3 separate regions of the Zea mays genome follow, and regions 2 and 3 are each linked to region 1. A link is a contact called in public Hi-C data. All regions are on one chromosome and are shown on one strand. The core of a region is the stretch at or near the end of the contact, and the rest is flanking DNA. Distances in the headings are between cores, read along the strand shown.

Evidence for each region. A called contact is a pair of places that touch in the nucleus more often than the background predicts.
Region 2: a Hi-C map of leaf shows a contact between it and region 1, with 4 times the contacts expected there. The contact joins the promoter of LOC100285903 here to the promoter of LOC100272544 in region 1. A contact is called at or near these places in 6 of 25 Hi-C or Micro-C datasets (ear, endosperm, leaf and 1 more).
Region 3: a contact with region 1 is called in a Hi-C map of ear, with 1.6 times the contacts expected there. The contact joins the enhancer-like site here to the promoter of LOC100272544 in region 1. A contact is called at or near these places in 3 of 25 Hi-C or Micro-C datasets (ear, endosperm and leaf).

Annotation. Positions count from the first base shown.
Region 1 is chr5:54,163,029-54,166,408 of Zm-B73-REFERENCE-NAM-5.0, forward strand. It overlaps LOC100272544 (RNA polymerase I specific transcription initiation factor RRN3 protein), which reads right to left and starts at 1,661. Exons shown (of 16, transcript NM_001359658.1): 1 at 1,108-1,661; 2 at 834-979. The coding sequence starts at 929.
Region 2 is chr5:54,512,564-54,515,887 of Zm-B73-REFERENCE-NAM-5.0, forward strand. It overlaps LOC100285903 (OB-fold nucleic acid binding domain containing protein), which reads right to left and starts at 1,376. Exons shown (of 10, transcript NM_001158792.2): 1 at 1,180-1,376; 2 at 934-1,062; 3 at 740-837; 4 at 607-648; 5 at 394-471. The coding sequence starts at 1,284. It overlaps LOC100284880, which reads left to right and starts at 1,591. Exons shown (of 5, transcript NM_001157775.2): 1 at 1,591-1,909; 2 at 2,441-3,001; 3 at 3,093-3,262. The coding sequence starts at 1,805.
Region 3 is chr5:54,639,690-54,643,103 of Zm-B73-REFERENCE-NAM-5.0, forward strand. No RefSeq gene overlaps it. Among protein-coding and RNA genes, the nearest start is that of LOC103626364, 14 kb to the right of the region's middle. Within about 2 kb of position 1,997, at least 17 of the 20 cell types and tissues checked have an H3K27ac peak or open chromatin away from gene starts, as enhancers often do. A contact at or near this core is called in ear, endosperm and leaf, where this site is marked.

The sequences.
Region 1 (3,380 bases), core at 411-2,910:
TTTAATGTTTAACAAATTATCAACAGAAGCTGGCAAAAGATGTATGCCATTTAATTAGTTAACTTCTAGCAGATAGAAGCAATTTAGACGAGAGATCTACAGAACTGATCCACAGGGGCGGAGGCTCATGGAGGGGAAACTGCCACCACCCCCCTCCTCTGGAACAGCAGTAACTCTAATAGCATACAATCCTCATGGATGCTTTATAGGATGCACCTATAGTCATGATTTGAGAAGTTTGGTAGCTAATACAGTAGCAGCTTTTGCAATTGCCCCTCCTTGCTTTTGGATCACCCTCCGCCGCTGCTGATATGAAACAAAACCGGAGATAGAGGACAACGATTGGTGAATTCCTGGACTTGATAACAAATATTTGTCAGATCCGCACTTGGTTCTGCTTTAGTGTTTTCATCCAGCAGATGCTTAGGTTTGAATACAAGGTTTCTCAATACAAGGTTTGAATACTACACTTTTCTGTATCAGGGTGCTTTCTCAATACAAGGTTTGAATACTGCACTTCTCTGTATCACATTCTAGCGTCCTAAATCCTAGGAGACCTTAGTTGAGGTACAAGCAGAGCTACTATATTGCATCTGAACATATAGTCCAAGTTCAGGGGGTTCACCAATTTACTTGCCAAGCTCCACTGAATGCTCAAAAAAAATGCTTAACAAATGAAGCAATAAAGTGAAGCATAGCAAGATTGAAGATACAGATTCTTAAGTACTTCCAAGTCCAACGAGAATACTAATCATCCAAGGCAAATAATAATCCACCTAAATCAATGTCCAGTCATATTACACAGCAACGAACTGAGGATGGAAGGCCCGTACCATCCGCACGGACTGCAGGACTTTCCCGACAAACTCGAACACCTCGGAGTCCCTGAAGGTCCCCTGCATATCTTCGTACCCCTGCTCCGCCCCCATCGCCAGCTACCCCCAACACCTCCTCACGGGAAGAATCTCAGCAATGGGATCTACAGAAACCACAGAACGAATCAAGACGAATCCGTGGACGAAGTGGAGAGAATTCGGGAGAAGGCGATCCGGGACAGGGACCGGCTGTCAGTGGCGGACGATGCGCCAAAATCAAGGTGTTACTAACGCGGAGCCGTGGAGCTTTGTGCCGGAACCCCAGCGGGGAACAGGAGCCGAGCGGGGCGGCTGGACCTGGGCAGGGGCGCGGCCGCGCGGGGCGGGGCGGAGCTCGGCACCTCGGCCTGAAGGCGGGTCCGCGCTTCCGCGAGAGGAGCTCCTCTGCTCGGCGCCCGCGGCGAGGAGCTCGTCCAGTCGTCCTGCCGAGCGGGCGGGCGGCCTGGGCGGAGCTCGGGTAGGCGGCGCCTCAGCCTGGGCGCGGGCAGGTCCGGTCGGAGCTCACGGCTGCCCGGCGCCGGCGGTCCGGGGCGACGGAGCTCGGAGGCGCGGCGTGGAGGCCTGGCGTGGCGTCGGCGGCTCGGCGGACGACGGGATGAGTCGCGTGGAACAGGATGCCTCCTAGGGTTAGGAATTACTACTATTTTTTATTTATTGATGATTGATGGTCTCCTGTTGCCTGTTGGATGGCTAGGGTTTTTGTGTGGGAGCGAGAGGGGGGCGCGTGTAGGACGCGAAGTTTAGGGCTCTTCTGGAATTACAGGAATCATATTCACAGAAAAATATAGAAAACGGGAAATTTTCCTGCAATACAACGGCCAGCGAAACTCGCGTATCCTAGACGGGTTCCGCCTCGCGTATCCTGGGCGGATAATTGCCCGTGATCCCTGTTCCGATCTTCTTATGGGCTAGGCCAACAGCGATCCCGAACCAAAACGGCCCCACCCGTAAATGGAACTAGGTAGTAGTTTATTTGGGCCAAACGATGATTTGGGCTTAATGGCTTTTGTTTTGTTCGTGATCAATCGAACGCCAGGTGTATTGACCATTTACAACTCTATTAGGGTTTGTTCGGTTATCTCTCAATCCATGTGGATTGAGTGGGATTGGGTGGGTTAAAATCTCAAATAAGTCAAACTCCTTCTTAATTTTTTCCAATCTCATCCAATCCATGGGTAACGGGATTAACCGAACAAGACCTTAGAGATAGACTACGACTACGGTTACACCCAGATTAAGGCCTTGGTTGTGTTTGGTTCCTTTAGTCACTTATTGATTAAAATATAGTCGCTAAAGTATCTCGTTTGATTACAGTGACTAAATCAGACTAAATAGCATTAATTGTTACTAGCTGAGTGTCCGTGTGTTGCAATGGGAATATATAATACCAGTATAGTATGATAATTTATATACAAAATGTGTGTTATATTGTTATGAGAAAATGTTTTAAAATCAATTTGTGATCCTAACCATACATAAATTTTGTTATTTTAATCTAGTCGTTTCACCACTACATTGCAACCATCAGTATCATGCAGACTTCGATATATGTCACGATTTGTATGGTCTCATCATTGGAGAGTACGTTCCACACATACCGGAAGAAATTTCCCCGTACATCGTTCGTCATCAGACACGCACCATCATACGCTCTTACTTAAACAAAAAGGTAAATATGTGTGTTTGCGAAGAGAATTAAACGCAGGCCGGCACAAAAGCTACCCTGACTAAATCAGACTAAAGAGCATTAATTGTTATGAATAATGATTGTATTACCTCTATTAATTAGTGGATGTTTGCTGCAAAAGAAAGTGAATAGAGCAAATAAGGTAAAAATGCTACTTCAGTCTCTTCATTCCCTTGATGGCTAAAGAACTAAAGTTTAGTCACCCCATTTTAGTCATTATGATTACTTATTTAGGGACTAAAAGTGACTAAACTTTAGGCACTAAACTTTAGTCACCTTAAACCAAACGGGACCTAATTCGTAGGAAGAAACGAAACCTCTCGAAGTGGATAGCTAAAAAGAAATGACAGAAAATGATTCTAAGATTGTTTCCTAGTTTACTTATTCCATCGGTTTCTTTATTCATGCATTCCGTTCATAATCTTATTTGTAGTCATATGCATCCATATACAACTGTTGTGCAATGATTTATCGTAACAGTTCGGAGCAGACAACCGCTCCTCAATTAATCTGAAGATTCTGAACGAACAACACTTTCATGTATCAGTTTTTCAGACAAGCAATATATGACCAATTTGTTGTCACAAGTCAAACACTACACTAGTGTTCATCGATCGGTCGTCGTAGCTCGGCAGGTGATCCATGTTGTAAACAACTAGAACAGGAGGCGCCCTTACGGGCGCCCTATCAACAGAGCGTCAGCCATATTGGCGTACCAGAACATTTTTAATTCCTATCTCCGAGATTCCAAATGTTCCATGCTTCAATGTTAACTGCCCTTGTCGCCATCATGATGCTTATTTTTCTCATAACGCGTT
Region 2 (3,324 bases), core at 126-2,625, 350 kb after region 1:
CTACACAAATGCATGCTCACTTGCCCTTACATCTTTCTCAAGAAATGATTCAACTTCAATTCCAATCAGCTTTGATAAAAATATCCTAATAACAAGGCTAGCATTCCATTCTTATGATAAACCTTATCTCACTGAAACGTTATTAAAAATTTACTGTAAAAGCAACAGTCAAACTTTATGCATAGATAAAAATTTGGATCAGTAAATCTTGAATAAACAGCCTGAATACATTCTATGAACAATTAAGATCCATTTTACGGTAACGAATTATATTGGTAAAATTTCGCAAACAAGACAAGCATTCCATCAAAATTAAAAGTCCAACTAAAATTGTATGCATACAGAAAATGAGGTAGAAAAGCCATCGGTACCAAAGGAACTTAGATCCTTTACCTAATAGAGTGAGCAAAACCATGCTGCTTAGCTTGAAACCCTACGAGAGTAACTTGAACCTTGAGGTATAAACCATTCCTTCATATACACCAACAAACAAGTAAAAAAACAATTACATCATATCAGCTTCCCGATAGCTAAAAGCAAAATGCCAAAATCTTAAATCACTTAAAAAAGCTAAACTCAGCGCTTGCCAACATCAGATATACATACTGGACGAAAGACACTTCCTTAGCATCAATATCGTCAGTGATCCTGCATCTCATGAAAAAATGTCACATACTGTACAGCCTCAGCGCTGCATCTAGCGAAAGCATGAAACACTAATCGCGAGTTCGGGACTCACCACCGCATGAGCGCGATCTGCCCGGTGCCGTCATCGAGCGTGAATGACACGCCAGCCTCCATGTTCATCACGCTCACCGCCCTCCCCAGAAGCCAAACCTACACGCGCGAGTTGGGGGATTTTCCCAGAGCAATACCGAAGTAAGCGAGCCCGCACGGATACAGCTCTGGGGGGTCCGAGGCTCGGGGGCTTACATTGGTGGCGTCGACGCCGTCAATAGAGATGACAGGGTCGCCACCACTGGTCGCATCAGCGGCGGCGAAGGAGCGGGCGATGTGGCGCACGGTGGTGGGAGAGCATCCGGAGCAGCGGGGGTCACGCGACTGCAATCGGAGCGGCGGACGGGGTTAGCGATTTAGGGCTCGGCGAGAGAGAGGGGGGGGGGGGGGGGGGGGGGGGGGCTGGAAATCAGTCACGAGGAATCGAGATTACGAACAGACCTTAGCCAGAGAAGGGGTGGCGACGGCGGAATTGTCAGGCGCCGCGGTGGCTCGCTGAGACGGCAAGATGGTCGGCCCGGTGAAGTAGGAGGCCGCGGCGGCCATCGTGCTCGCGTCGGCACGGGTACGGTACTGCGGTTTCGGTGGGGACGGTGACGACGAAGGGATTTTGATCGAGTGGAGTGTCGGCCTGTGATGGCGCCGTGGCGGCAGTCGTTTGAGCGGGAAAAAATGGCTTGGGTGCCCTCCCGCAGGCCGCTGCTAAGTGATTTCGGCCTGGCGTGCGTGCTGTGACCGTAGGCCCTTGGCCCGGTTCGGGGCGGCCGATATCCTCGTCCCCGCGGAGTCCAAACAAAGGCCCAACAAGTAAAGACGGTAGAGAGCTGAGGCCTGCCTGACTGACCTAAGCGCCAACGTCAGAACCAAACGCGGCCCCCTTGCCCTCTCCTACTTCTCCTCCCCCGCCCCGCCGCCATTCCCCCCCCACTCTTCACCACCGCAGCGCCGCCGCGTACAAGGCGATTAGGCGAAGCTGCACCGGAAGGAGAAGGAGAGAAGCGAGAGTCTCCCCAGCCAGAGCAAGCCGAATCCGAAGCTAGCGGAGAGGAGAGAGGGCTGAGTGAGGATGCCGACGGTTACCTGCAACGCGTGCAACGCGGGGTTCGACGACGAGGAGCAGCAGCGGCTTCACTACCGCTCTGAATGGCACCGTTACAACCTCAAGCGCAAGGTAACGTCGCCCCCTCCGCATCCTACTTTCTGCCGCTAGCGAGTTCTAGGTATTAGGTATTTAGGTTCATCGGTTCATGCGGCATGACTTGTGACTAGAATGAGAGGAATTGAGGATTAAGACACTCCGGTATCGGGATTTTGGGTTTCTTAACAGGTAAGGCCTTTGAATGTTTGCAAAACATCAGCCTCTGCACCTGAGCCTTGTAGTTTTTTTTATGATTTCGTGATGTTTGTATGTGAATAACTAGAGGTACTACTGTGGATTTCTAATTTCTAAAATTGGGTCCGTGAGATACTTGAAGAGTTCCAGTTCAGTCATGAAATAATTAGATTAAGAAACAACATGATATTTTCATATTCTTATGAACAAAAAAACAAACATATATTGGTAAATTTGTGTGCTGGTTATAATTGGGATTACGTGTTTAGAACTGTTCAACTTCTTCTTGTCTGTTTTATTATGTTATTGCTTCCTTGCGTTGCGTGTTGAACTTCAGTCATGTTTTGTTTTGATATGTAAATTCTTCAGGTGGCTGGAGTTCCTGGTGTCACAGAGGCTCTGTTTCTGGCTAGGCAAGCTGCTTTGGCGGAGGGGAGCAAGCCTGCTAGCACCCCAATGCTTTACAGCTGTGCTCTTTGTGGAAAGGAGTACAGAAGCTCGAAAGCTCACGAGCAGCATCTTAACTCGCGATCACATCTTTTGAAAGCCTCTCAGGAGCCCAATGCCTCTATTGCTGGTATCACGATAGTCAAGCCACTTCCTGAACGAGTCTCACGAAGAGCTCCATCTGCAGTAGAGGAGGATCAAGACGACGATGAGGAAGAAGAGTGGGTTGAAGTTGACCCAAGTGAGATGGAGTTGGCTGATGAGTCTACTTCAAACATGCAAGAAGATGAGCACTCCTCAAAATCAGATGATGACATGGATGACCTTGAAGAGTTGGATATCTCGTCGTGTTTCATGTGTGACCTCAAGCATGACACCATAGAAGACTGCATGGTCCATATGCATAAGAAGCATGGGTTTTTCATACCTGACAGTGAATACTTGAAGGATCCCAGTGGTCTTCTTACTTATGTTGGACTGAAGGTATACATTTTTCACCAGTGTAATATCGAATGCCATATGTGTGCAAGCATGCTGTTTAATCTTCACGTTGAATTGGTTATCCTACCTGCAGGTGAAGCGTGATTTTATCTGCCTCTACTGCAATGACAGATGCCAGTCCTTCTTCAGTCTAGAGGCTGTCAGGAAGCACATGGATGCAAAGGGGCATTGCAAGTTGCGGTATGGAGATGGTGGAGATGATGAAGATGCTGACCTCGAGGAATTCTATGATTACAGCAGCAGGTTTTGTTCGGTTCAATTCTATGTTACTAAGTTTGTTATTTTTAAACGGTCAATGCTTATTC
Region 3 (3,414 bases), core at 747-3,246, 480 kb after region 1:
GTGTTAGGATCAGTACACATGCATCTGGAAATTATTACTCTCATACAGCTTTTTCTCTTTTCTAGATGGGATTTGCACCTAATAATTTCTATATGTGGGGTAACCGAATATTTATGTGGATTCGTTAGCAACGTGGCTTGAAAGATTTTGAGTGAACAAAATATTTTTCTTGGAGTTGGTTTTCAATATTCGAAAAGGTAAAAAATAAAAGGCCTATATGTCGAGTCCTAATCCTAACACAGGAATATGGGAATAGTTTTTTTTCTTCACGTGCTTTTGTATAAAATCAAATTGGTAAGACTACAAAATTCATGTATTGATTTATATAATAATCCTGCATTCCAAATAGGCCATCGTGCGTTTTTTCCCACTTAACCATCGTGCAAAGGTTGAACGGCACTAGCCACCAGTAGAATTAGTTTCAAAGCTTGGATCTTAATTCCTTCAAGTCTATCAGAAGTGTCGGTGATGTGATTTATTTAACGTTTCTTCTTTTTGAACTAGAAAGTTTATATATAACACACATTTGAATTTCGTCAGAATAGTAACTATGCTGGCACAGATTTTTAAAATGTCTAGTTTCCAATATAAATCAGCGCACGTTTCATCATCTAGTCCTGGGAACAATAATGTGGACGACAAAAAAAACAAATCAGTGACAAAATAAAAAGTATTGAACGCCCATCATGGGGCTTCAACCCATGACCACAAGGTTAAGAGTCCTACACTATACCAACTGAGCTAGACAGACTTTATGATTATATAACCAAGCTCGGCGCCATAGATCTTGGCGCCGAGCTTGGTGCCACATCGGCGCCACGACGTTCGGGTTGTGCCAACGCAGCACGTACCTCGGCGCCATAGCCTATGGCGCCGAGCTGTGTTACCTCGGCGCCATAGGTTATGGCGCCGAGCAAAGGGTCCAAAAATGACATTAAAATTTTTTAGGGTCCAAACGTGATATTGTTTTCGATGAAGGGTTAAAATGCAAAAAATTCGGCCGAGCGGCATGCATGCATTGCCCTTGCATGCAGCCATGCAGGAGGATGGGTGGTGTGTGTGCGGGAGATAAAGATGAATCCTTTTTCCTTTGAGTAATCCACTTTGACCGGATCGGCGAACCCATGAACGTCTCCCGAGTTTTTTTTCAACCGCAGAAAATTCCATACCACTTTTCTTTAATCTTTTTCGAGAAACGAATGAAGAACAATAAATCCATCCTACTTAAAAATGCATACCACGTTTGCGTAGAGGGCAAATCGAAGACTGTCGCGTAGGACAGTTCGGCTAGGCCGGTAACCTGCCGACTTGATGGAGAGTTGATGCAGATCTGATCGAGCAACAACGTCGAGGTAGAGCGTGCTGATAACGTGTTGAGAACTACGTTACCACGGATCACCAGATCCGCTCTCTTCCCTCCCGTCAGCAGTAGAGGCGCAAGAAGCTGTAAAGAACCCGTCTCCCTTCCCATAAGCACGACAGAGGAAACACACGAGACACAAGATATAGGGTTGGGCCTCTGGCCTCTTTCTGATCTCTGTCTTATAAGGGGGTGTACATGTTCCTATATAAAGATCTGAGACCCTTCAAGGGTAAAGCAGATATTTGCTCACATAACCCTAATTAGGGTTACTTAACAACAGTAACATTGCTGCACTGCTACGCCTCTGGCCTCTGGGCGCCGTAAAAAAAAGTACTTATCCCTAACGCACAAGCCGTTTTCGTTCCACGGAAATAGGACTAATAGTTAGCAGTCCTTTCATTAATAATTAACAAATGTATTAGTAGATATATTTAGATTACTAAGGTTATTATTAGCTACCAGTCAATGAGTCAACTGAATGCACACCCTAGTCTATACGCGGACAGCTTTTTGTTCGTGCAAGGAACGGCTCGGTGGTTGCAAGGACATCGATCGCTTGCTGCTGCACTGCACCCTGCACGTACGCCTCCCCAGCCAACTCAGACCCGTCCAGACAACAATCTGCAGTCTGCACACAAACACTGGACAGAACATAGGATGAGAAGCGTTGTCAACACACAGACAGCGCGGCGCGCGGCGGTGGTGCCACATCAGCTGCCAGCCCGTCCACGCTAGCGAGACCCTGTGGCGCCGAGCGGCGTCACGGCACATGACGCCCAACAAGCCCTGTTCAGTTATAAGGGATGGAATCCCGCAATAGATTTAATATAGATCTGGATTAGATAAATCTATACCTCACATCTAATCATATAGTGGGATTAAGTCCATTATTTAATCAATGTATCTCTCAAAACTAGTTATTCTTTTATCCATGTATTCTAATATAAACTTGTGTAATATCTTCGTAGATTTGTTCCATACCTAACGAGATATGGATAGAACCTATATCTTCCATAGTTTAAATTTTTTTCAAACTCTTGGATTATAATTTATGATGGATTTTATCGAATAAAAATTCTGAGTGTGTTTGGTTTATTTTGGAGCATGGTTTATGACATGGATTTATTTCCAATTAATATTAATTCAGAGTTGGATTGGTGGAAACAAATAAGACTAAGGTCTAAAACTAGAAATAATTGCTTTAGAGTATTAAATATAAAATATCTTCGTAAAAAGGTCAAAATGAAAAAAAAATCGGCCAAGACACCGATGGACGCCAGCGTGCTGTACGAGATGGGTGCCAAGCTGCTCGACCACGCCGAGGACACGGCGCTCCGCCGCGGAGCAGCTTGACGACCCAGCCTAAGACCATCTCCAGCAATAGTCTCTAAATTTTACCTTTTAAAAATATTCTTTATCTTTTGCATATCACTCTAAAAATTTCGTCATCTATATCTTCATTCTCTTCAGTAACGTTCTCTATATCTCATTTCTATATATTTTTATTTTTCATTTTATCAACTGTATTAATTAAAATCATTGTTCTATCGTCCTCTCCATATAGGTCTCATCCATCTAGAGCCCGCCTCGTACTACTCCCACCTTGCTGTCCCGCAGCTTCAAAGTGATAGAGAAGCCTCTAAACATAGCGGATGAGAGACGAACTGTAAATTTTACTGTTTCATTTAGCGGATGTTGCTGGAGGGGTACCAAATACTGCTATACTCTAAATATGTCGGACAGAACTCTTTACAGAACCTTGTTGGAGAGAGCCTCACGGCCTAGGAAGCGGCGGCGGGTGGCTAGCTGCCTCTAAAAATATCCAAGCTTTCGCAACACTTCAATCCGGGTGATAAAACACCTAAAAAGCACATGAATTCTTTTGATAAAGGATGTTGCACACAAAATGTTACGAAATTTAGGTGATACAGGCTAACACCCATTGTATGCTACCACACAGATCTGCAAACTTTGGATACGAGGCTTGTTCAGTTACAAGATATGGAATCCCACAATGAATTTAATACAGATCAGCAAACTTTGGATACGAG